6 separate regions of the Mus musculus genome follow, and all the other regions are linked to region 1. Evidence: chromatin contacts called from public Hi-C, HiCAR-type, HiChIP or PLAC-seq and promoter capture Hi-C data. All regions are on one chromosome and are shown on one strand. The core of a region is the stretch at or near the end of the contact, and the rest is flanking DNA. Distances in the headings are between cores, read along the strand shown. Region 1 holds the start of Nrp2 (neuropilin 2). Region 2 has its middle 82 kb from the start of Icos. Region 3 overlaps LOC105243939 (a long non-coding RNA gene). Region 4 has its middle 41 kb from the start of 9530026F06Rik. Region 5 has its middle 110 kb from the start of Pard3b. Region 6 holds the start of Pard3b (par-3 family cell polarity regulator beta).

Region 1 (3,459 bases), core at 642-3,141:
CACCCCCAGAAGCAGTCCCAGGGTGGAAGAACCGCATTCCCAGAGACCAGAGACCTGTTTTCAGAGAGGTAGCCCTTGTCGCAATCCACAAGAGCTGGCCCCCGGCCTCTCCTAGGCCCTGCTGTGCCTATCTCTGCAGCCCGTGTCCACACACCCTTTTTGGCAGTGCTTGAGAATAAATTCCACTCAAAAGTTTCTAACCACTTCACAAGAGGAGAGACTGCCGAGGGTCATACAGTTTGTTTTATCTTTTAAGAAAAAAATTTAAAGAACATGATTCGCTTTCCCAGAAAACACACGGATTCGGGAGAGAGTGGGGACCATCAACTGCCCACGGGAAAGCTCCCATCTCGGTCACAAGCTGGCTTGCTTCACCAGCTTCAGCCCTCTGGTTCTGAGATGTATCCACCCAGTCTGCAAAGAATCCACACATCTGAAAAGCAAAGCTAGACTCTTGCTTTTTTTTTTTTTTCCCAAGCCCTTCAGCTAACATTGCTCAATGTAGCTAAGTGGAGGGAATGCAAATGATTTATATTTCACTGGCTAGGTTGAGGAAACTCAAGGGAGATGTGTTCTGCTTCAAGACAGGGAGGAAAAAAAAATCCCCAAAACTGTAATGCAAAGGCTTTGTAGTATTTTTAAACCTTTGATTCAGTCCATATGTGACATCTGAACACCGCCAAATTCTGTTACAAAACACACACACACACACACACACACACACACACACACACACACTCCCTTTGCAAGAGAGAAAAGTTGGGTTTAGCAGCCCTGGTGGTGTAAAGAAGGCCGCTGAGATCTCCCTTTAAATGATTGAGTATTGAGGGAGCCTCCTCATGAGCGCTTCTCAGTGGCTTCTCTCCATTAGCTGTCGCCTTTAAAGGGGAAACCGTGTAAAAATGAATAGAAAAACTTTGAAGGGCTTACCTTGCTGGCTTCTCACTTCGTGTCCTGAAAAGTACAGAGCTAAGAAAACCCAGGTAAGAGGAAACATATCCATTTTTGACAGAGAGGCTCTCTCCGGGGCTAGGTTTGTGGGATCTCCTATAATTATGTCTTTGTGTTTTTCCTCTCTAATTTTCTTCCTGGTGGTGTCTTCTGCAAAGGTCTCTAACGATCAACGTTTTCCTCCTGGGTCCTGGCAGTCAGTCTGTCTTCACCTTTATTCTTGCTGGAATATCTCCACCTCACTAGGAGATAGCTCTTGAAATCAGCAAAGAGGGAGCAAGCTAAGGAAGCGGAGACCGGTTTCCTCTTCAAACCCAAACGCGTGTATGTTCTCTCCAGTTCCTCAAAGTGTCATTTCCTTTATCCTACAACATCACGAGGGTTTCCCGAAAGCTGAACGCAAAATAATAGTAATAATAATAAAAATCAAAGCCAAGAATTGCCCTGGGCATCACACGGCCCCTAGGCAGCTGTGTGATCTCAGAAGCGCTAACTGACACAGGTCCCCCGGCACCCGGGACACACACGCGGGCAGAGGCACCGACCGCTGGACAGGCGGAGTGGTAAGCAGTCAGACGTCCGGCTCTTGTCCTTTCTGGGTTCCCCTAAGCTGGAGCCTCCCCCGGCGGTTACACCCGCTTGGCCAGTCTCTGGAGGGGAGTGCGAGGCAGGAAGCTGCTGCGGCCGGTGCTGCTGGTGTTGCTGCGGGTGCGGCGGCTGGGATCGCCCGCGAGTGTGCGAGCGGCTCTCCGAGTTCGCTGGCGCCCGCCCTCACCTCCACCTCGCCCAGCGCCCGGCCGAGTGTCTGTGCTTCAGAGGATGTGCCGGGGGCGGGCTGCAGGCTGGTGCCTTGCTCGCCTCCTCTGCCTCCCCTCCGGCTCCCCCCTCGCCTTTTCAGGCCGAGCAGCATGTGGATGTCAGAGCCGCGGCAGAGCGATCCGATTACGCGCCCGCTCAGGGCCCGCCCCTTCTGTGTTCCTGATTAAAGAGGCAGCCGCGGAGACGCGCGGCGCAGAGCCGAGGACCGCGGCACCCAGCTCGGGCGGGGCGGCGGTGGCTCGCAGCCCCGCGGCCGCGCGATCAAAGTTAAGGTGCCACGCAACCCTGCCGCCCCTCTCCCAGTCCGCACCTCCCTCCCGCCCCACGCACCTTCGTGCGGGGCTGCGGGTGTGTCACACCCGGAGCAAGGAGCGCCCTCCCTTCAGGGCGCGCTGCCTCTGCCGGAGGGAAACTCCGCGGAGCCCGGGAAATTCTTGTTTCCCCTAAATTCCGAGACTCAGATGCTACACACTCAGAATCCAACACAATGCCACCTGCAATGGCGTTACAGAAGGAGTTGGGTGGCGGACCGCGTTTGGCGTAGGGAGCCAGTCCGCGGCTCAGCTCTGTGTTCCCAGAGGCAGCAAAGCGTGGCGGCGACACACACAGTCAGCCTTTAGCCTTCTCTGAACCAAACCTCAAATACTTCTTGGGCTTACTTCTCAGATCCTTTGTTGTGTCCCAAACAGGATCCTCTGCGGTCTGGGTTAGGATTTACTTCAACATGTGCCCTTAACTTGTAACTATCTGTAAACGAGGGACGATTTTATTGAATAAAGAATTTCTCCGGGCAATTAAATTCCCCACCCCCACCCCTGGCCACCCAATACACCTTCAAGCTTCCAACATAGTATAGGTACAGGGAGGCCTCTTGGACTGCTACTGTAACTACTTCTGTTCATGTTTCCCCAAGGTATTGTGGTCACAATGTTGACAGAAAGAAAATAGCATTGTGTTACCTATTTTTAAGTGGAGACATGAAAACTGTTTCAAGGCGCTATAAGCTAACAGTTGGAGAAAACACTTGCATCTTTGTTTCTGAGGGTGGCTGGGTGATCCCCAACTGTCATATTCACCAGGCACCCTTGCTTTACCATGATCAAGATCCAACAGAGCACACCTGGCAACCTTTTCAGTCCCCTTCCTAGCAGTCTGAAGATTAGGAAACATAAAGTTTGGGTGAGAAGGGACATGAACATCTGACTATACCATTTTTCCCCCTTAGCGTGGACTTATGGGTTCTTCTGGGTGGTTTCTCTCCTTATCTGGACTTGCCATTAGCGTTGTTTATCACAGCCAGTGTTTGAAAAAAAAAATCTGTAACTCTCACTTAACTGTTATTTACATGGAGATAAACACAAACAAAATTGAATCAGAAGTGATTTGCAACTAGTTAAATGAGGGATTTTCCAGTGGAAGTCCAGAGCCTGAATACCACATGGTTAATCTTAACTGCCTGGCTGCAAAGGGCTGGAGTTAGAGGCCCTCTGAGTTCTTCCAGAGAGCAACACATACACACACACACACACACACACACACACACACGTGCACACGCATGCACCACTCAAATACTCATAGGGGCTAATTTTGATTTCCTTTATCCTTTCTTTCCCTTCCCTGGGTTCTTCGATGAAGGAAGAGGGGAAGCCTGGAGTTTGGACCTTAAGTTCAAATCCTGGCTTGTGTTGT
Region 2 (3,459 bases), core at 562-3,061, 1.6 Mb after region 1:
ACCTCATCAAGATTGGGTGAAAGGCTGCCCAGAACTTGTCTTTTTTTTTTTTCCACTGCAATGTTTCCAGCACCTAGAATAACCTCTGACACATAGTAGGTCCCCACATAACTATGAATGGGAAAAATCTGTAATCCAACAAATTCCTAGGGCTCTGTAGCCATTCAGTCATGACACCATAACCCAGTTTCAGGAGAAGCATTTAAGGCAAACCAAACAAACAAGAGAGAAAAAAATCTATTTGTAGGTTAAAAGTTTAGGTTATCAGTAATTTATGCTTCAACATATGGATCCTTGAGAATTAGTGTGACTGAGAAGGTTGATGGTCTAAAAGGGAAGGAGGGGGTGATAATGCAGACCCGTAACCCGTCTATGGCACTCAGGGTCCCAAGATAGGAGTTTAGAAGTTTGAGACCAGCTTGAGCTAAATCACAAAACTCTTTCAAAAAGAAGGGAAGAAAGAAAAACAGAAAGAAAGAAAGAAAGAAAGAAAGAAAGAAAGAAAGAAAGAAAGAGAGAGAGAGAGAGAGAGAGAGAGAGAGAGAGGGAGGGGGAGGGAGGGAAGAAGGGAGGGGGGAGGGAGGGAAGGAGGGAGGAAGGGAAGGCAGAGAGGGAGGGAGGGAGGGAGGAAGGAGGGAGGGGGAGGGAGGGAGGGAGGGAGGAGGGGAAGGCAGAGAGGGAGGGAGAAGATAAAGGAGAAAAGGAAGAGGAAGAAAGAGACCTTTCCAACTCCAAATGATTATAGCTTTAAATAAGTCATCATATCTCTAAGCAGATTCCTAAAATATAAAATAAATAAAAAGAAAAAAGGAAGGGAACTTTGGATAGCAGAAACTTCTAACATTATATTAGATAGATGCTTCTCACTCAACTTCTGCAGTCCACTCTCAAGGAAGATATTTTTATGCCCATTTTGCAGATAGGAAACTGAGTATCAGATGGTTAAGAAATTTGTTAAAGGACTAACAGGCAAAAAGTAGAAAAGATTTCATTTATTCTAAAGTCTTAACCACACAGGGGATGTGTTTCAATGGTATCCTGGGAATGCTCAAACAGAATTTGGCCATCTTATCAGTTTTGCTAAATTTTGTGTCACTGAGGGTACTCTCTTGGCAGAGCTGGGCCACTTTGGTGGGTCTGTGAAAGAGCAGATCCAGAGGGTCACCTCTATAACCACACAGACAAAAGTCTGTAAACTACTCCCACCTTCTCTTCACAAACGCTATAGTGCTGCTGCAGCAACCACCCGGGCAGTCAGAACCCCAGTCCCCTATCCCAAGCACTTCTGATCTCCTTAAATAAATACAGAGAAGTTCTAAATGTCCAGAAAGCAAAGGTCGAACTGAGAGCTAAACAACATTAAATTATTAAAATTCCTGAATATCAAATAAAAGTCCCAGACACTAGGTAAATTAGTGGGATGTTTACACTCGAACTGGATAATTTCTAATCTAATTTGTAGTGGCATTTGGAACATTGCTGACCATTTGAAATAAATAGTATGTTATCTTAGATTTGGATGATTAAGATACTCTGCAAGGATCTGTTTCATAGTACAACACAGGCTAGCAAAGGAATATTGCTTTCAGAACGACTACTGCCAAACTGGGATTGTTTTCAGGATATACATGGCTGACGATAATTGTGTGCAACATCAATCTTATCACCCTACAGAAAACTCAAACAAGCTTTCATGGATAATAGCTGAGGCAGAAATAAACATGATTTAGAGAGCTTTTATTCCAGGGGGTAATTGTTCACTCTGGCCAGCAGTTGAGAACTATAAACAATGTTCGGGAAGTCAGAAACAAATGTTTTAATTTTAGTGAGTTAAAAAGTTCGCGAAAGAACATCTGAGAAGAACAAGACCCCTCTTGGAAGCGTGAGTGAAAACGACTACGTCCTCAGAAGTGCGGCTTTCCAGGAGAGCGTTTGGAGAACTGGAAAGTTGGACTCCCTTCAGCCCAGCTTCCTAATTTCTGCATCTCTGGTCTCCTCTTGTGCCAAGAGAAAAAAAGCAAGGCAAGTGTGAGAATGGAAAATGGATACTTTCTGTGATGCTTGCGGGTGTCACAGCCCTCATGTCTCAAGGCAAAGTGTCTAAGAGGTAACGGCGACTCATCGGGACAGAATCATTCTGGACCAGTTTTGAACTGTATCAGTGAGTAGGGTGACAAGAGCATTCCAGCAGTACATTGCTAGGTTTCAGGATTATAAAATATTGATTTCAGAAATGAATAATATGAACCAGGAGTTCATGCATAATCGTGTTTAATGTCAGATTCAGGTGTATGGGTATGTAGGTGAACCACATTCTGGTCAATAAGTATTAAGAACTACTGTATGATTGCATGTAATGCCTGCATTGGAAGAGACAACATTATCCAATAACCTTCTGGGAAAAGGAAAAGGGAAGAAGTAGGAAACCTAGCAAAGATCAAGTCCATGCCAGCTGTGGTTCTAAGCCTTTTATCTTTAATGAGGCAATGCTTCAAGGGACACATTAGAATTTTATGAATGAAGTGTGAATGAGACAGTTGTGAGATGACATGACCCTATATAAAAAAGCCTCATGGCTAACACACCCAAGCTCAATAGTTCATGAATCTTAGGGAATAGCATAGATAGAAAGGATAAAATCATTTATGAGTGACCACTACAAGTGTTTTCGTGAAGAAGGTGGTCCTTGGAGTAGATTTTCAACACACATGTATGGTGGTGAGACATGAAACGATGTCTGGATGAGAAGTTGAATGCCATAGCAAAAATTCACATAAGCAAAAGTAAAACTCCATTCATAAAATATGCATAAGACAGTGGCCACTGGATAAGATCAGATGGAGAAATTCTGGTCAGAAGAGAAAGTACACTTGGCAAAGTGTAGTACATGGAAACTCAATGAGAAGAAAAGACTTAGGTGTTGAGATGCTGTTTGATAGGAGAAAAAGCAATTCAAGTAAGGTTGATGAAGAAGTTCTTAGCCACTGAGGCACACAGTCCTGTCTTGACATCATTAGAGAATGCGTTATGAAAACATGGCTGCTTTAGGAAGATAACACTTTGTCTGATATGGTAGAAACTAGAACAGGAATAAAACCCTACACAGAGAGATGAGCATATCCCTTTCACATGACCACCACAGTCTGAACTAGAGTCACAGAAGTAAACAGAGAAAAAAGGAAAGTGGTGGGCTAATTTAAAGGAAGAGTCTATGGGACTTTGTGATACAGATAGATAGTTACAATGAAGTGTGTGTAGGTGAGTTCTAGATCTTCTGCTAGGCAGTGGAAGAACCCTTGACAATATATGCAAAGGTTTAAAATGAGTACATAAAAATCAGCTCCAGCAAGCTCTGGAAGCATCCATGATTTAACTAGCTAGCTTGTCTTCACCCAACACATGCTAACAATTAAACGCGGGAGCTAGGGAGAAGGGCTAAAGAGTGCAAGGAATGGTTTA
Region 3 (3,459 bases), core at 410-2,909, 1.4 Mb after region 1:
CTTTGTGGCTATAAATTTGAATCTTAAGAGAGACAAGCAAAGTGTTGTTACTACTTTCTAATTTGAACAGAATGTGAAGTTGATGGCAAGTGAAAACTCACAAATATGTTTGGGAAATTTATAACATGAAACATCCCAGCCATTGCCAATGTTTAAAGGTTATGCCCATCATGTTTGGAAGAGGCAAAAGTTTTCACCCTTTTCAAATAATTGGGCATCACACTGATGGGTAAAATGGTGCATGTTGCTGATTTCTACACCGATACAGGGAAATTGACAGACACTGTTTAAAAGAAGCTAAAGTTTCTTTGCCTCAACATGTCATGCCGGGAATAATTACACAACTATTTTGTTACCCTCAGCACTGTGCTGTGCATTATACCAGCCACTGACTCTCTCACAGTTCCTTTGTTAGTTTTGCATAGCACAGCAGTTCTGGAAGATAGTATTTGTGAAATGGTTGATGCTAGCACACATTATAAATAAAGCCAGAGCTCAGAGACACTGATAGACCCTGTCTTTACTGCCAGGGGAGCATTTACATATGGTCCTCACTCTGTGTTCACTGCTTTAGAATTCAACGGAAAATTATAGGTTAATAGGTCTAGAAAGGTCAAGAGGTCAAACAACTGTCAGGTAAGCACGTACTGAGTGCATTTGAACCAACATCAATAAATTCTTTAGTACCCAGTGTGTGTGTGTGTGTGTGTGTGTGTGTGTGTGTGTGTGTGTGTGTGAGTGTGTGTGTGTATGGTATATTTGTGTGCATATACATGTGTGTACATGTATACATGTGTGTGCATGTGTAAGTATGTGTGTGTATTTGTGTGCATATGTAAGTATGTGTGTGTGTATTTGTGTGTAAGTGTGTATGTATGTGTGTTTGTATATCTTTGTGTGTGTGTGTGTTCATATTTGTATGTGTGGGTTTGTGATTATATGTGTGTACATGCTTGACTAAGTTTGCATAAGAGGCAGCAGGCTCAAGATACTTAGGATATCTTTAGTGATGTTTGCTCTTGACAGTGGATATTATTCATACAGCATTTCACATGTGCAGAGGGATTTTCAACATGTGTTAATCCCCAGAGCATTGGTATAAGGAAGGGCACTCTCGAGTTATTTTTTTCTATACACAGTGCACAACAATTAAGAGGCTTAAAGAGGTCTGTAAATGGGTGACTAAAGGATTAAAGTCTCGAGGTCTTGACCCTGTATTCTTTCCAAATCCACACTTGAAAGAAAGTTAATCTTTTGCTTGTATTATCTTAATCTATAGATTCCCCACAGATCCAGTGGGATCAGATACTAAAGTGAGACTTCAGAAGTTGAAAGCATGTGCCTATCATGTGATTTGAATGACAGACGAGTCCTATCATCTGAGTGGTTTGTGCCACTTCAGGCCACTACCAATCTAGCTCACTCATTGCCCTGGAGAAAGAAAACCTGAGAATGGAGGTCCAAGAGGCACCCAACCTCCTCCCCACAAGGCCACAGGAACACATGTGTAAGCGTAACCTTGGCAGGCTGCATGTGGAAGAAGATAATGTATTGGGATAATAAAGAGCAGTTTTACTTTTGTCTTCAGTGTTAACTAACACTGAAGGCCAGCTGTAGCTATTGAGCCTGCACAGGTGCAATGCAAGGCTGGGGATCTTGTTCCATATTGCAATAATTATTACCAGGCAAACCAGTTGGAATGAGAACCGGATGCCTCTTATTCTTAAAAACTCACTTCAGACATCCCCCTGGAACTGACAAATTGCCCAGGTGAAAGTCATCCCCTGCCAGGTTTCTGCAATTTTCTCAACTTCACACAACTTTTCATTTTCTTGTTTCTTGTCATGAACATAGAGAAAGAAAAAGAGCCACCTAATACCGTTGGGATGGCATTTGCAGTTCGGCTGCAAACTAGAAGTGCTGGACAAGGCAGGAGAGGGTTGTCTCTTACAACAGGAATTTGGAATCTGTCAGCTGCTCGGTAACAGGCTGACAAATAATGATATGGGGTGATTTCTATCATGAACAGGAAGCACTTTTGTTCCACAGTGATAGCAAGGCATCGCTGACTTAATAGTTCTCTGTGCCAACTGGGCACACTTCTCCAGGAGGTAACTAACACAGGTCTGACAGCACAAGGGCAAGAAGTAAAACCTTGCAGTCATAAATTATTAAGCATTTTTATCCTGAGAAGATGAAACAAGCAAGCTGAATACGGGTAAGCAAATGCTCTCAGAGATCTGACAGGTGATCCATTGCTGCATTTTCAGACAGCCATTTTCCACTCTTATTAATGAACTTAACATACCTGTAAATATGTGTAGCTGTAAGAAACAGGGTGTAGTGTGGGTGGGAAGTGTTCCAGCAGTCAAGCCATAATAGTTTGATGGACTCTCTTAAGCATTTTGGTCTGGGCATCAGAGTTCCCATAGCCAGGGATGCTGAGCCTATTATCCTTTGCATTGGTAGTCAGACCAAGTGGAAATTGGCCTATCCATCTCAAATTCCCATAGGAATTCTTTATATAATAAAACAATTCTTAAAGCATTTTACCAGTAAGGATGTCAGAGAGATTCTTATTAAATATCAGTGAACCTTTTGTTTCAAGAGATTTGTGATAGACAGAAATGTGTTTGGTTTAAGTAGGAGAAAGCTTGACTAAGAAAGAATTGCAGAACTAAATAGGGGTTTGCTTTTCTTGGATAGGAAGAATTCTGTTTGAGGCATATTCTTGTTTCATTCCTATTTTTATGATAAAATATCCTGACAAAACCAGTTTGGGGGAGAAAGGGATTCATTTCAGCTTAAAATTCCATGCTACTGTCCATCAGGTTGGGAAAGTCAAGGCAGGAACTTCAAATAGCTAGTTATATCACATTCAGTCAAGAGCAGAGAGAAATGGGTGCATAAATACTTGCTTACTTGAGCTTGAACTTATCTTGATTTCTCTATTCTTATACAGTTCAAGATCCCAAGCCTAGGGGATGGTACTGCCCACAGTAGGCTGGATCTTCTAACCTCAATTAACTTAATGAAGACAAGCTCCTACAGACATGCCCACAGGCCCACCCAATGTAGACAAAGCCATTGAGATACTTTCTGTATGATTCTAGGTTGTGTCGAGTTGACAAAATCAACCATCCCAGAAATGATGAAGCATGGTATTGATCCCAGGACATCATCAAATAGTCTCTACAGTGGCAGTTCTAAACCTAATACCATTTAATACAATTCCTCAAGTTGTACTAACCCCAACCCACAATTCTTTGCTGCTACTTAATAACTGTAATTTTGCTATGGTTGTGAATCATAATGTAAATAATTTTGGAGATAGACGTCTGCCAAAGGGGTCATGACCCCACAGTTTGAGAACTGTTGCTCCACAGTGTCTGCCCTTCTTCAGCTCATTGCCATTCGACCCAATGTCTATGGATTCCTGATAACAAGACATCTGCTGTA
Region 4 (3,459 bases), core at 312-2,811, 1.3 Mb after region 1:
CCCCCCACACACACTACCCATACAATCCCAGCAGCAGCAGCAGCAGCAGTAGTAGTTAAAATAAAAACTGAATTACTTAAACTTCTGTAGTCAAGAATAGTAAATAAAATTTCATTATTATATTATGGCCTTTTTATTTCCCACAACTGAGTGATTAGATTTTGTAACTTATAAAAATTTTTCTTTAAAGACAAAGAAGATTGTACGGATTGTTATGAGAGACAGTATGAAGTTCTACATATTTAGTGGCTTACAGCAGGAAATCAACTAAGTTCAGAACACATTTCGCATTGCCATAGCTATGCTTGTGGGAGACCCTACTAAACCTTAGCTGCTCTTGACTAATTATCTTGGTTTCAGATAGCTCACTATTTACAAAAGTCAAATCTTCCTTCAGATGATAAAGATTACACTTGGCAATTGTCAGTAGGAGATGCTACAGGTTTTAGTAGCAACTGCTATACTACCAAAGTGTTATAATGAAACAGAATTAAGAATATATACCACTGTTGAAAACAAACAAAAACAAATTAAAAGACAAAAGATGACTTTAGTTTCTTAAGGTGCCCACTGTTAATTCACTAATATCTAAAAGGCTAGATTACATATGCAAGATCTGCCCTGTTTGTTCTTAGAGGATTAGTAGTGTTAGTGTACTGATATTGTTAGTATCATTAATTGTTCTTATTAACCATATAGTCATTAATTTGGAAAAGACTATGTAGGTTTTAAGCATCTATATTATGCTTCTTATATACACTAGTCATCGGCAAACCTCTCCCAGACTAAACGGAAACAAGGAGTTAAGAAAACATACAGTGATCCTCAAGTATATATGAATCCCCATGAAGATGGAAAGAAAGGGAATAGACAATTTGAGTAATGTCATTTCAGCCTTCTGCATAATTTAGGGCTCTCTGCAGGCTGATTTGGTTTAGATCGGTGGTCCTTCACATAGCTACATTCATATGTCCTTACATTATAAATCTACTTATTAATTTTTGCAGGCAACTATTCTGGAGGCAATTTCTACGCGGAATTCTTCACACGGATGATAATGGCAGACATGCCATCTAAATTCTTCTGAGTTTCCTAAGTCTAACAAGTCATTTCTCCCAATCACGAATTTAGAAATCCCTCAAGCAAACGGGGCAAAGCAATATTTTTAAATGGACAAAACAAAATCTTCATCCTATATGTATTTCCATTAGGGAGAAAAAAATATGCAAATCTCTTCCTGGAGTGCAGCTGAGGGATACATAGGCAGCTGATGACAAGACATTCATTTGAAATACAATTTCTCTGCAGTTGTTGGATCCCTCTGCCCACCCTCTCCCCAGCTGTCTGGACTAGACAGTGGAAAGGTTACTGAGCTACGAATGTATTTCCCATATTGGAGAGGAAGCAGGGATGGAGCTAATGTACTGTGTATTCAAATGAGACTCTTTAAAGCAGAGTTGAATTGAACTCAGATGCAAATCACAGTGGCAGGAGCACTCTCTGATGCCCTTTGAACTTTCTGTCTGTGTCCTTAGCACACAGTCAAGGACTCCCAGCTGAGATGTTTAGCCTTCTGAGAAAGTAAACAATCTTGCCTGCCCTCCCTTAATACAGACAACCTCATGATGTGCCCGGCCTGCTGAAATGTGTCAGGCAGGGCTTTCTCCTCTGAGAGGAAAGAAGGGCTCCGGAAGGGGAGGGACTCCGGAAACACTGACCCAAAAGTGAAAAGCAAATCCCGCCATCCAGCCAGCCTAGGGCGGCAGAAAATACGGGACAGATACATAGTTAATGAGGGAAAGGAAGGGGCGGAAATGAGAAAGAAAAGGGTCTGCATATGAATAAAATGATACACGGTGTCTGTAATCCCTCAGGATTGGTTCTCTGCACCTCTTAACCAAAGGCAACAATGAAAAGCAAGCCTCGCTACACAGGGAGAAGGGCCCTTTACCACCTGAAGAGCTCAGATAAACAAATCAAGTTGAAGAAATTTACCTTTCTCCCTTCTCCTACAAAGATCCTGGGTTTTTGTTTGTTTGTTTTTGGTTTTTCGAGACATGGTTTCTCTGTATAGCCCTGGCTGTCCTGGAACTCACTCTGTAGACCAGGCTGGCCAGGAACTCAGAAATCCGCCTGCCTCTGCCTCCCAAGTGCTGGGATTAAAGGCGTGAGCCACCACCGTCGCAAAGATGCTGTTTTAAGTTAAATAAAGCAGAGTTTGAAACCGGATAGTAAGGGCGAAATGCTGCTTCCAGTGGCCCCTCGTTCAGGATGCCTCTATTCCTAATAGAGTTCCTGCCCAGAAGGTCCCCTCTGTCACCCATAGCACTCTCCTGCCCAGGCAACTCAAGCCACCACCCACTTTGTACCTGAGCTCGGCCAAGGAAAATTCTACGTTCCGCAGCGCGTTCCCTTGACCCCCATATCTTTCAACCACAACCTCCCCGCCCCCTCTCTTCCTTCAAATAAGTTTAAAATTTGCTGGAAAAATGATGCGTCTGCATTGAGAGAACGCTATCTGGATCATTTGCCAAGCAATGGAGCCCTAAGCAATCTCTTAAGGAGACACCAGAGTTGTGGGGGTTGGGGTTGTCTCTGTATACTGTATAGCAGCTTAACTAATGCACAAATAAAATAGCCTGCGATCTCTTTAAAAAAAAATCGCTGAATAAAATTCAGCAGGCCAATTTAAATATATGAGCTAATTATCTGTTGCAAGTGAATTAAAAATATGGAAAGTTTCACAAAGCATACTGATTTTTTAAAAAATAATTTTGCTTCTGCTACTTCTGCTCTCTAAATGTCAGCTCCACTGGCAGAATCCTATCATATTCTTTTAGTTTCCAGGCGTCTATTTATTATTCATAAGAAAGAAAAGATTCCCATTTCATAATACTGTAATGAGAAACACCCTGCTTTGAGTGGACATGAGATTATGTGGAAGGGTGCCCCGCCTGCTCCCTCTGATGCTTCAGCCTGTTGTTATGCTGAGAGCTGTGTTTGTGCCCAGCCCAGGATATTCTGGGCCAATTGGGCAGGTGTAGAGCCTCTTAGGCTGGATCTGCAGGAGAAACCCTTGCTGTAGAATTTGACTCACAGCAAACTAGACTCCGGTTTCCTAACGCTGGGATGAATTTGAGTCATGGCACAAAGTCACAGCAAGGAACATTACCTCTACAACAGAATGTGGTCCTGGAAGGCAAATGCAGAGGGCAGCGTGACCTGTCTTGCTTTGCTCTCTCAGGTGGTCTCTTTATCCCCAGTGCTCAGGGAGTTTGTTTTACTGGAAAAAGACACCACTTCCTGTAAGGGTTTTTTTTTTTTTTGTTTTGTTTTGTTTTGTTTTGTTTGTTTGTTTTTTTTTTGGTTTTCTTTTTCATTCTTGTAAAGGAAATTATCAACCGTCCCTTAATCTGAGTAGCAGCTATCCCAAGTCAATTGTATTATCAAAGGGACGCT
Region 5 (3,459 bases), core at 567-3,066, 1.2 Mb after region 1:
GTCATTTCTTTACAGAAATATAAAGAGGAAATCTTCACTGGAGGCCAATGGTCACATGATGTATTTTAAGGTGAGTCTTAAAAGGAAGCACACAGCCATATTGTTCTCAGAAGGCTTGTACCTGAAAGCAAGGCACGTTTAAAATAGTCTTGCAGATTGGGACATACACATATTACCTTTGTTGAGCAATTAGCACAAAAACAGGTTTAGATTCAGAAGCAAACTGGATTTTAGATTTGGCAGGTTCCTCCCCTGCCAGGAAGCATGGTGCCCTGGGTGGCATCTTATGCTCTGTTGTGTGTGGTTTCTATGGCTTCTCATTATTTCCCATTGCGAGTACAGAAAGTGGGTTTCATCTCGCAGGAAGCACTTGCTATTATCTTCGAGTCCTCCCTCGGTTCATGGGGAGAATTGAAGGGGTTCCATTAGCTGCCCCTGCCTTTCCCACAGCCTTAGAATCTGTCCCTTACTTCCTGGCAGTGATCAGCTGCTGGGATCCTGGTGCATCTTTTGTGATGCAGGAAACACAAGCAGTGCCTAGGAGACTAAGGCCAGCTTTCCCATCGACAGGGCCCCTTACCCACCCACTCCCCACAGCTCCATTTGGGCACTCTGCCAAGAGGCTCCTGGTAGCCAAGTGACCCGGGCCTGATTCTCAGAAACACAAGAACCTCCCACTCCTACCCTGGCTGCACCAGAACAGCTCACTGAAATCCTTCTGTCCTCTTACACCTAGGTGTGGAGTCAGGAAGAGCTGACTGGCTGCGGTCTCAGCAAGGCCTCCGATGAGACCTCTGTGACAGTCCAGATGTAAAAGGGTCAGGGAAGGCACTTCAGTGTAAATTGGTGCCCTCAGCAGAGGGAGGCTCAGAAAAGAGCTTCAACTTCTAATTGTTTTTGTTTGTTCTTAGCTGGTGACCTCATTCCAATTCACAGAGGCAGGAAAGTATCTGTTAATAGGGGCAATCTAGTTTAATATTACAGAATACCCTAAGGGGGGTGGCTTGCATATAAAACTTTAGAATCTTCATGTAGAAAGACAGTTGAGGTTAATGGGGTCCTTTTGTACCCTGTATCCCAACTCTTTGTTTCTTGAATATGGAACAAGGCCACTTCAAGTTCCCCCCTTTCAGGTTCACTTTATGCCCCCACACACACCTTAAAAAATGCCTATCCAAAAAAGATCATTCCCTTCCCTTATGTAGTTTACACATTAGAAATAGAAACTGAGAATTTTTTTGCATCTTTGTTTAATTCATTTAAAAATAATTTACACCCATTGCATGGAAACAATAATAGATTTATTATATTTTACTAAATAAGAAATTATTGAGATGAGTAATACTATTTTACATTTCCCCCCAACAGCCATCTGGTTTAAAAGAAAAGGATTTGAATATTCTATCTGCGACTAAATATACCCTGTTGCATTGTGTTGCTTGGTTCAAATATATGAAAGCTTAAAGGATTCATAAAGGATTCGTATGTGGTTGGAAAGGGGGGAATCCTGTGAGTTTTCTGAGTAAGAGTCTGTTTTCTCAGCCTAGACATTCAGAATTGCTACTATATGTCTCATAGGCCAAAATAGTCACTGAAGCTCCAGTCACCATACCTACAACAAAATATTATGATGGAGGAAAGGTCGGAGCAATTGGTACCCACCTTCTTTTTAAGAATTCCTGAAAGGCACCTACAACAAGGGAAAGTGCTCAGCTCAAACTTTCTCTAAAAAGACTGGGGAAAGGCCTAGTGAGAAGCAATTAGCAGTCACAGCCTCTGGAAGCACAAGTTAAAAGCATTCCGAAGGCCCCTGCACTTCATCTGTTTCCATGACTGCAGATGGTCAAAATGCCACAGGTCCCCAGAGGCCCCTGTAAAGGAATTGCTGTTTGCTGTGCTCAATGACTCGTCATTTTTAGGTGTCTCCTGAGAAGTGAGATGTGGGAAAATCTGGGTGCCCCAAGGACTGGCTAGAACTGTGGTGTAAAATAGAAGTTCCAAGCAATGGAAGAACGAACTATTCTGGCAAAGTACATCTGCAGCTGAAGGACATTCCTCTGCTTCAAAAGACATAGAGTGATTCTCAGAGAATAGCTGTCAGGGGGCAGTCTGCTGGGGAGAGCATGAAAATGTTTTCTCTCAGCAGAAGAATAAACACCGCAGGAGTTCTCCGAGTTCATAAGAAAGTGTTAGGGAGCAATTTAAAATACTTCTACTGAATGTTTGCGTCCTGCCAGTCACTGCACAGTGCTGTCCACTCGTATGATTGCCGCCTTTCATCCTCCCGGCAAACTTAGGGTCACCATACTGTGAATGTGTAGGTGAGATGGCTCCGTGGCTAAGGGTCCTTGCAACCAGTGTTGATGATTTGCAGTCCATCCCTGCGTTCCACATGAGCAAAGCCAAGAATAGACTCCCCTAGGTTGTCCTTCAACCTCCACAGGCATGTGGTGGCATGTGAGTGCCTCTCCTCCCACACCCATGAAATTAATTAATCAGCTAACTAATTAAAAATGCTACCTTGTTATTTTTTTCCTTGAAGAAATGGAACCGGAGAGAAAACAGTGTAACTTGCCTGTGGTCACATAGCTAGTGGAAAGGTGTATATTTGTTAGATTTGCATCACCATGCCCAAAAATATCTGGGAGAAAGAACGTAAGAAATGTTTTAGTTTGGCTCGTGATTTGAAGTTTCAGGCTGTCATAGTGACCTAGTGTCATAGCACAGGGCACTGTCTCATGCATAGCAGTGGGAGCAAGGGCTGATCACATCAAGCTGGATCAATAGCCGGGCTGTACATTTCCAAGCCCTTGCTGTAGCGACCTACTTACTGGTTCCAGGATTTCAGGCTCCACCTCCTGGAGTCCCACCACCTCCCCAAATAAGTTCAACCAGATGGAGAACATTGGAAGGATAACAAGTGGATTGGGCCCTGAAAGTCCGTAGTCTGAAACCGCTGGGCTATACTCACACATTGCTGAAGGGAAACCATGAAGAAGTCCCTTGACTGAGACAAAACCATGACTTTGCGGTCTATGGAGCTGAGATTTGGTGATGAGGGCCGCCTGTCTGTACCTTCCTCTCTGTCCGGTGTTTAGAGGGAGATACTCGATGTTAGAGTAAAGCGCCTTTTGGTTTGTGAGTGAGGCTTCTCTGGAAGGTGTTTGTTCACAGAGACAAGCTTTACACTCTGCTTCCATCTATTTCGGTAATCCAAGCGCAGCAGAGCATCCGAGCTCACAGCCTGTAGCTTCGCATGCACCTTCCGTCGTTAACCCCGTGGCAGCTACCTGAAGCGTGAGTACTACGCTTGGCAGGAATAATCAGCCCCGTGGGAGCTATGTTAATAACTCAAACCTTTTCAGCAGAGGGTGCAAATTGGTAGCCTGTGGGCGGAACTTCACTTTATGGAAACGCTTTATTTGGTTCATAAGGTGTAATTTTAAGTTTATGGCATAA
Region 6 (3,459 bases), core at 405-2,904, 1.1 Mb after region 1:
GTACCCTCCATACACATATTAAATGAATATATGTAATTTAAAAATTTGAAACTATGTACTTGGAAAAAGAAAAGTGATTTCTATACTTTGGATAACATATATGACATTAAAATTACAGTTTTTCATCTCAAGATTGGACTATAGTTTACAACGAGCATTATGCGAACAAATATTAAAAGGACTAAAACAGGAGTTTGTCTACTAAAACAAGAGTTTGTGGCTTATCTGTTCGCGAGGTCGTTGAAGCATCCGAAACAGGCCATGGACGAACTGAAACAATTTTAAAGGTGCTTTTTAGAGAGTTCATTTAGAGGTTCCATAGAGGAAACCAGAACTCTCACAAGTCACCCAGATGCCTGACCAGAGTGCTGGAGTCCTGCCACTTGTGTGCTGGCTTTTGGCTGCTACTTATTCCTAACTTGAGCAGCAGAACAGTGGGTCAGCCTTACTTTGGGAGTAACCCAGAACCCACTACAACCATTCTCATTAGCTATGACTCATAGAAACTGTGGCATTCGCTGAATACACCCCAGTGCAGTAGCTGGCATAAGGGCAGCATCCCCACTGGAGCACCTCCTGCCCAGGTCACTGGGAGACCTCCCATCAAGCTGAGAACTCTCAAAGCACCAATAGCTATAACTTTGGAGGTGTTTCTTGAGCCAATCAATGCTCAAACTCCAAGGAGCCTCCTTAAGGCGGGACTTGGTCAGAAATCACACTTCAGGTGAGCAGCACAGGGTAACATCACAGTGTCCCCACAAGTAGGTTCTGGACCCCTACTCAAACACCTGGGGCTGTCTTACAGAACAGACTGGGTGTGTGGACTTGGGAGTAGGCCCCAGATGGCGGAGTTGTAAGGACCCCTCAAGTGAGTGGGATGCCGCCATTTCTTCTCCAGCCTCTGGATAGCAAGACAGGGCTAATTGGGTCCCTTAAATTAGCAGCCTGCAAAAGTTGTGGCTGCAGGCAGCGCTCACCAGCCGCTGGGGGTGATCTGAGCCCCAGAAAAAGCGCCACCTGGTCCAAGGCAACGGGCAGGTGCGTGGCCTAGGACACTTACTAAGTGAGCCCCGCGGTGGTCGCGCCCCATGCTCGCCCCCTGCGGCGCCCCTCACCTGGTCCCGGGTCTTCAGGTACCGCTGCAGCGCCTGCTGGGTGAGCTCGCGGACCCGGAGCTGGCCGTCCTTGCAGGGCACCACGATGCCCGTCCTCCCGAAGCACACTGTCACTTTCATCCTGGCCCTGGGCTCCCGCGCGGGGCTGGGCCGAACAGGTGCCTGGCCCCCAGGCACAGCCCCTCCGTCGGGGGACGTGGGGCGGACACGACGCTGTCCCACGCGTGCCTCCGGGACCGGGACCCACAGCTGCTCCCCTGCAGCCCCACGGGAGGCCGAGGGCGGGAACGCGGGCTCGGAGACGCGGGGACGCGGAGGGTCGGCCGGGCGCAAGCGGAGGCTCCACGCGCCAAAGTGAAACTGCGGGTGCGGCCCGGCCCGGCCCTGCCTCTGGCGGTGGCCCTAGCGACCGTGGCAGGGCCGGCCCCAGGCCCCGGGCTGGAGTGGGCGGCGGCGGCGGCGCGCGGGGCCAGAGTTGGGAGGAAACTTTTGCGCCGGCTCCCAACTCCTCCGACGCGCGCGGCGCTCTGGGCTCCCTCGGCCCGCGGGCCAGCCTGGGCCCGGCTCTTAAAGGGGCCGCGGCGCTCGCGGACCACAGAGCGCACCGAGGCGTTGCACCGAGCCCGGGGTTGCCCCAGTAACTAGACCTTGGGTAGCTTGTTGCCCGCACTTGGTTCTCTTTCTCCCTCACATGTACAAGGAGCTCCGGGAATTGTAACGGGATCTGGGAGCTACCACAGGGGAATTGAAACCGGATCTCATAAAGCACACTTGGAATAGATAGGAAACTGGCCTAGCAACTCCCTTAAAATGAGAGTTGGAGGGAGGTTCAAGGGAAGCTCCGGAGCAGGTGCTTTTGCCACACCTTCTAAAGTAGCCATAGAATTGAAGTACTGAGAGGTGGGACTGACTGAAGGCAGAGCTTTTGCTTTGGAGCCACAAGAGAGCTAGCTAAGCTGAGGGAACTTTAAGGCCACTGTGCAGGTGCCAAGTGTTCCACCGAAGATCACACCCAAAATCCAAATATGATAGGGTGTAAAAGTTTACACTTTTCCTTTTGAAGGGGGACTCCCTTTGTGCATCTGTTGACGAAAAGAACACCCTTGAGTCATGATTTCGCAGGTTCCTGTCCTCGAACAATTGAACCCAAGGTATGGGGAGAAGTTCTGATCAACAAGTAACGTCTGCATCCTTAATTCTTAAGTAAACAGCTCCTTTGAGCTGGAAAATAAATACTTTCCCCTTACCTTGTACAGAAAGAAGAGTGCTTGGCTTGCTGGGGGTGCGGTTCAATTTAGAACTTTTCCCTCCAGTCATCGATTTTCAGCACTGAAAGATTCAAAATCAAAACAGACTGGTGTTCAGAAACTGAGCAGGTGACACAGCTGGTTATGGTGCAAAGAACACAGGTCCTCCTATCTAAATCTCTAGTGGCTCCTGACAGTTTTTATGGCAATTTAGTGCATCCATAAGATCCCCCGGGGTATCCTCCATTTCCTACCAGAGTTGCTCCTATGTCAACTTAAACTGAGTTTGAGTTGCTGGGGATGGTTTGGTCCTAAATTATGGATCTGGGAGTTCTGATCTACTTACACTCCTACATTCAATATACATTGATTATGTCCCACGAAAGCACCTTATTCAATGTCAGTGGCCATGAAGAGGGTCATGTAAACTGAGTCAACTTGGAGGAAATACACAGTAGACAGCCTAGTTGGGTTGCAAATCTAACAGACTGATTTAGGTAAACCAAAGACAGAATTATTTTTGTCATAAAACCAGACAAAAAAATCCATTGAGCCACCCTCTGAGGCATAGTTGGAGGCAGGATCATGAAGTGTATCTTCAGGGACTATCTCCAGCTATTAACTACACTAATGTTGTCTCCATTCGCAGTGAAGTGGGCTCACAGGCGTTTCTCTGCTGAGTCTTCCACAGGAAATAGTAAAAATTGAGCACATGCAAATGCCAGGCATTAATGAGTGGTCTCACGCTATACTGAGAATTGTATGAAGGTTTGGAAAGCACAAAGCAAAGATTCTCAGCCGAGAAACAAGTGCACACTGCTTCCTCTGTGCCCCCACCCCCCACCCCCCACCCCCATCCCCGGTCCTTCACCGTGTCCCCAAACTGGTCTTCAACTCCAGTGGACCAGGGTTCTCTTCACATTACAAACTCTTACAGCCAGTAGGAGTTCTCCTCGGGTACCCAGAGCCTTCAGCTTCCTGGCTTTGAGATTCCCCAAGTTAACTATGAAGAACACACAGACTCGCCCCATCCCACTCACAGATTAGATGAAGCAGGTCTTATGGAATGCAGCAAAATCCATGTCTGCAGTAGATAA

The links. Promoter capture Hi-C pulls out the DNA fragments that hold promoters and counts their contacts. Hi-C and Micro-C count contacts between places; a contact is called where the count stands out from the background. HiCAR-type assays count read pairs that join an accessible place to other places. HiChIP or PLAC-seq counts read pairs in DNA pulled down with a chosen protein or histone mark.
Region 2: a Hi-C map of uterus shows a contact between it and region 1, with 7 times the contacts expected there. The contact joins the enhancer-like site here to the promoter of Nrp2 in region 1. A contact is called at or near these places in 7 of 39 promoter capture datasets (the 3T3-L1 cell line, cranial neural crest, frontonasal cranial neural crest and 3 more), 1 of 15 datasets of contacts at CTCF or cohesin (stem cell-derived epiblast-like cells), 31 of 484 Hi-C or Micro-C datasets (the N1E-115 cell line, Th1 cells, adipose-derived mesenchymal stem cells and 17 more), 16 of 115 datasets of contacts at active chromatin or transcription factors (VIP interneurons, astrocytes, craniofacial prominence and 11 more) and 1 of 9 other capture datasets (embryonic stem cells).
Region 3: a promoter capture Hi-C map of second pharyngeal arch cranial neural crest shows a contact between it and region 1. The contact joins the enhancer-like site here to the promoter of Nrp2 in region 1. A contact is called at or near these places in 7 of 39 promoter capture datasets (cranial neural crest, frontonasal cranial neural crest, hippocampal neurons and 3 more), 1 of 484 Hi-C or Micro-C datasets (uterus), 13 of 115 datasets of contacts at active chromatin or transcription factors (the NIH/3T3 cell line, astrocytes, bone marrow-derived dendritic cells and 8 more) and 1 of 9 other capture datasets (adipose tissue).
Region 4: a contact with region 1 is called in an H3K4me3 HiChIP or PLAC-seq map of embryonic stem cells, with 13 times the contacts expected there. The contact joins the enhancer-like site here to the promoter of Nrp2 in region 1. A contact is called at or near these places in 7 of 39 promoter capture datasets (the 3T3-L1 cell line, the C10 cell line, cranial neural crest and 3 more), 1 of 484 Hi-C or Micro-C datasets (nephron progenitors), 11 of 115 datasets of contacts at active chromatin or transcription factors (SST interneurons, VIP interneurons, bone marrow-derived macrophages and 6 more) and 3 of 9 other capture datasets (adipose tissue, embryonic stem cells and liver).
Region 5: a contact with region 1 is called in a HiCAR-type map of astrocytes, with 8 times the contacts expected there. The contact joins the enhancer-like site here to the promoter of Nrp2 in region 1. A contact is called at or near these places in 4 of 39 promoter capture datasets (hippocampal neurons, liver and stem cell-derived epiblast-like cells), 6 of 484 Hi-C or Micro-C datasets (the HL-1 cell line, adipose-derived mesenchymal stem cells, cortical neurons and 1 more) and 12 of 115 datasets of contacts at active chromatin or transcription factors (astrocytes, bone marrow-derived macrophages, embryonic forebrain and 4 more).
Region 6: a contact with region 1 is called in an H3K27ac HiChIP or PLAC-seq map of embryonic stem cells, with 10 times the contacts expected there. The contact joins the promoter of Pard3b here to the promoter of Nrp2 in region 1. A contact is called at or near these places in 14 of 39 promoter capture datasets (the 3T3-L1 cell line, the C10 cell line, the SN4741 cell line and 9 more), 21 of 484 Hi-C or Micro-C datasets (the HL-1 cell line, LSK cells, adipose-derived mesenchymal stem cells and 12 more), 18 of 115 datasets of contacts at active chromatin or transcription factors (astrocytes, bone marrow-derived dendritic cells, bone marrow-derived macrophages and 10 more) and 3 of 9 other capture datasets (adipose tissue, embryonic stem cells and liver).

What each region holds. Positions count from the first base shown.
Region 1 is chr1:62,701,749-62,705,207 of GRCm38.p6, reverse strand. It overlaps Nrp2 (neuropilin 2), which reads right to left and starts at 1,891. Exons shown (of 17, transcript NM_001077404.1): 1 at 931-1,891. The coding sequence starts at 1,003.
Region 2 is chr1:61,058,468-61,061,926 of GRCm38.p6, reverse strand. No RefSeq gene overlaps it. Among named protein-coding and RNA genes, the nearest start is that of Icos, 82 kb to the right of the region's middle. Within about 2 kb of position 1,811, at least 4 of the 459 cell types and tissues checked have an H3K27ac peak or open chromatin away from gene starts, as enhancers often do. A contact at or near this core is called in uterus, where this site is marked.
Region 3 is chr1:61,329,846-61,333,304 of GRCm38.p6, reverse strand. The region is part of intron 3 of LOC105243939 (a long non-coding RNA gene); the gene reads right to left. Among named protein-coding and RNA genes, the nearest start is that of 9530026F06Rik, 47 kb to the left of the region's middle. Within about 2 kb of position 1,659, at least 1 of the 459 cell types and tissues checked has an H3K27ac peak or open chromatin away from gene starts, as enhancers often do. A contact at or near this core is called in second pharyngeal arch cranial neural crest, where this site is marked.
Region 4 is chr1:61,418,168-61,421,626 of GRCm38.p6, reverse strand. No RefSeq gene overlaps it. Among named protein-coding and RNA genes, the nearest start is that of 9530026F06Rik, 41 kb to the right of the region's middle. Within about 2 kb of position 1,561, at least 6 of the 459 cell types and tissues checked have an H3K27ac peak or open chromatin away from gene starts, as enhancers often do. A contact at or near this core is called in embryonic stem cells, where this site is marked.
Region 5 is chr1:61,528,783-61,532,241 of GRCm38.p6, reverse strand. No RefSeq gene overlaps it. Among named protein-coding and RNA genes, the nearest start is that of Pard3b, 110 kb to the left of the region's middle. Within about 2 kb of position 1,816, at least 41 of the 459 cell types and tissues checked have an H3K27ac peak or open chromatin away from gene starts, as enhancers often do. A contact at or near this core is called in astrocytes, embryonic limb bud, neural progenitor cells and 1 more, where this site is marked.
Region 6 is chr1:61,637,019-61,640,477 of GRCm38.p6, reverse strand. Pard3b (par-3 family cell polarity regulator beta) reads right to left here and starts at 1,654. Exons shown (of 23, transcript NM_001081050.2): 1 at 1,116-1,654. The coding sequence starts at 1,235.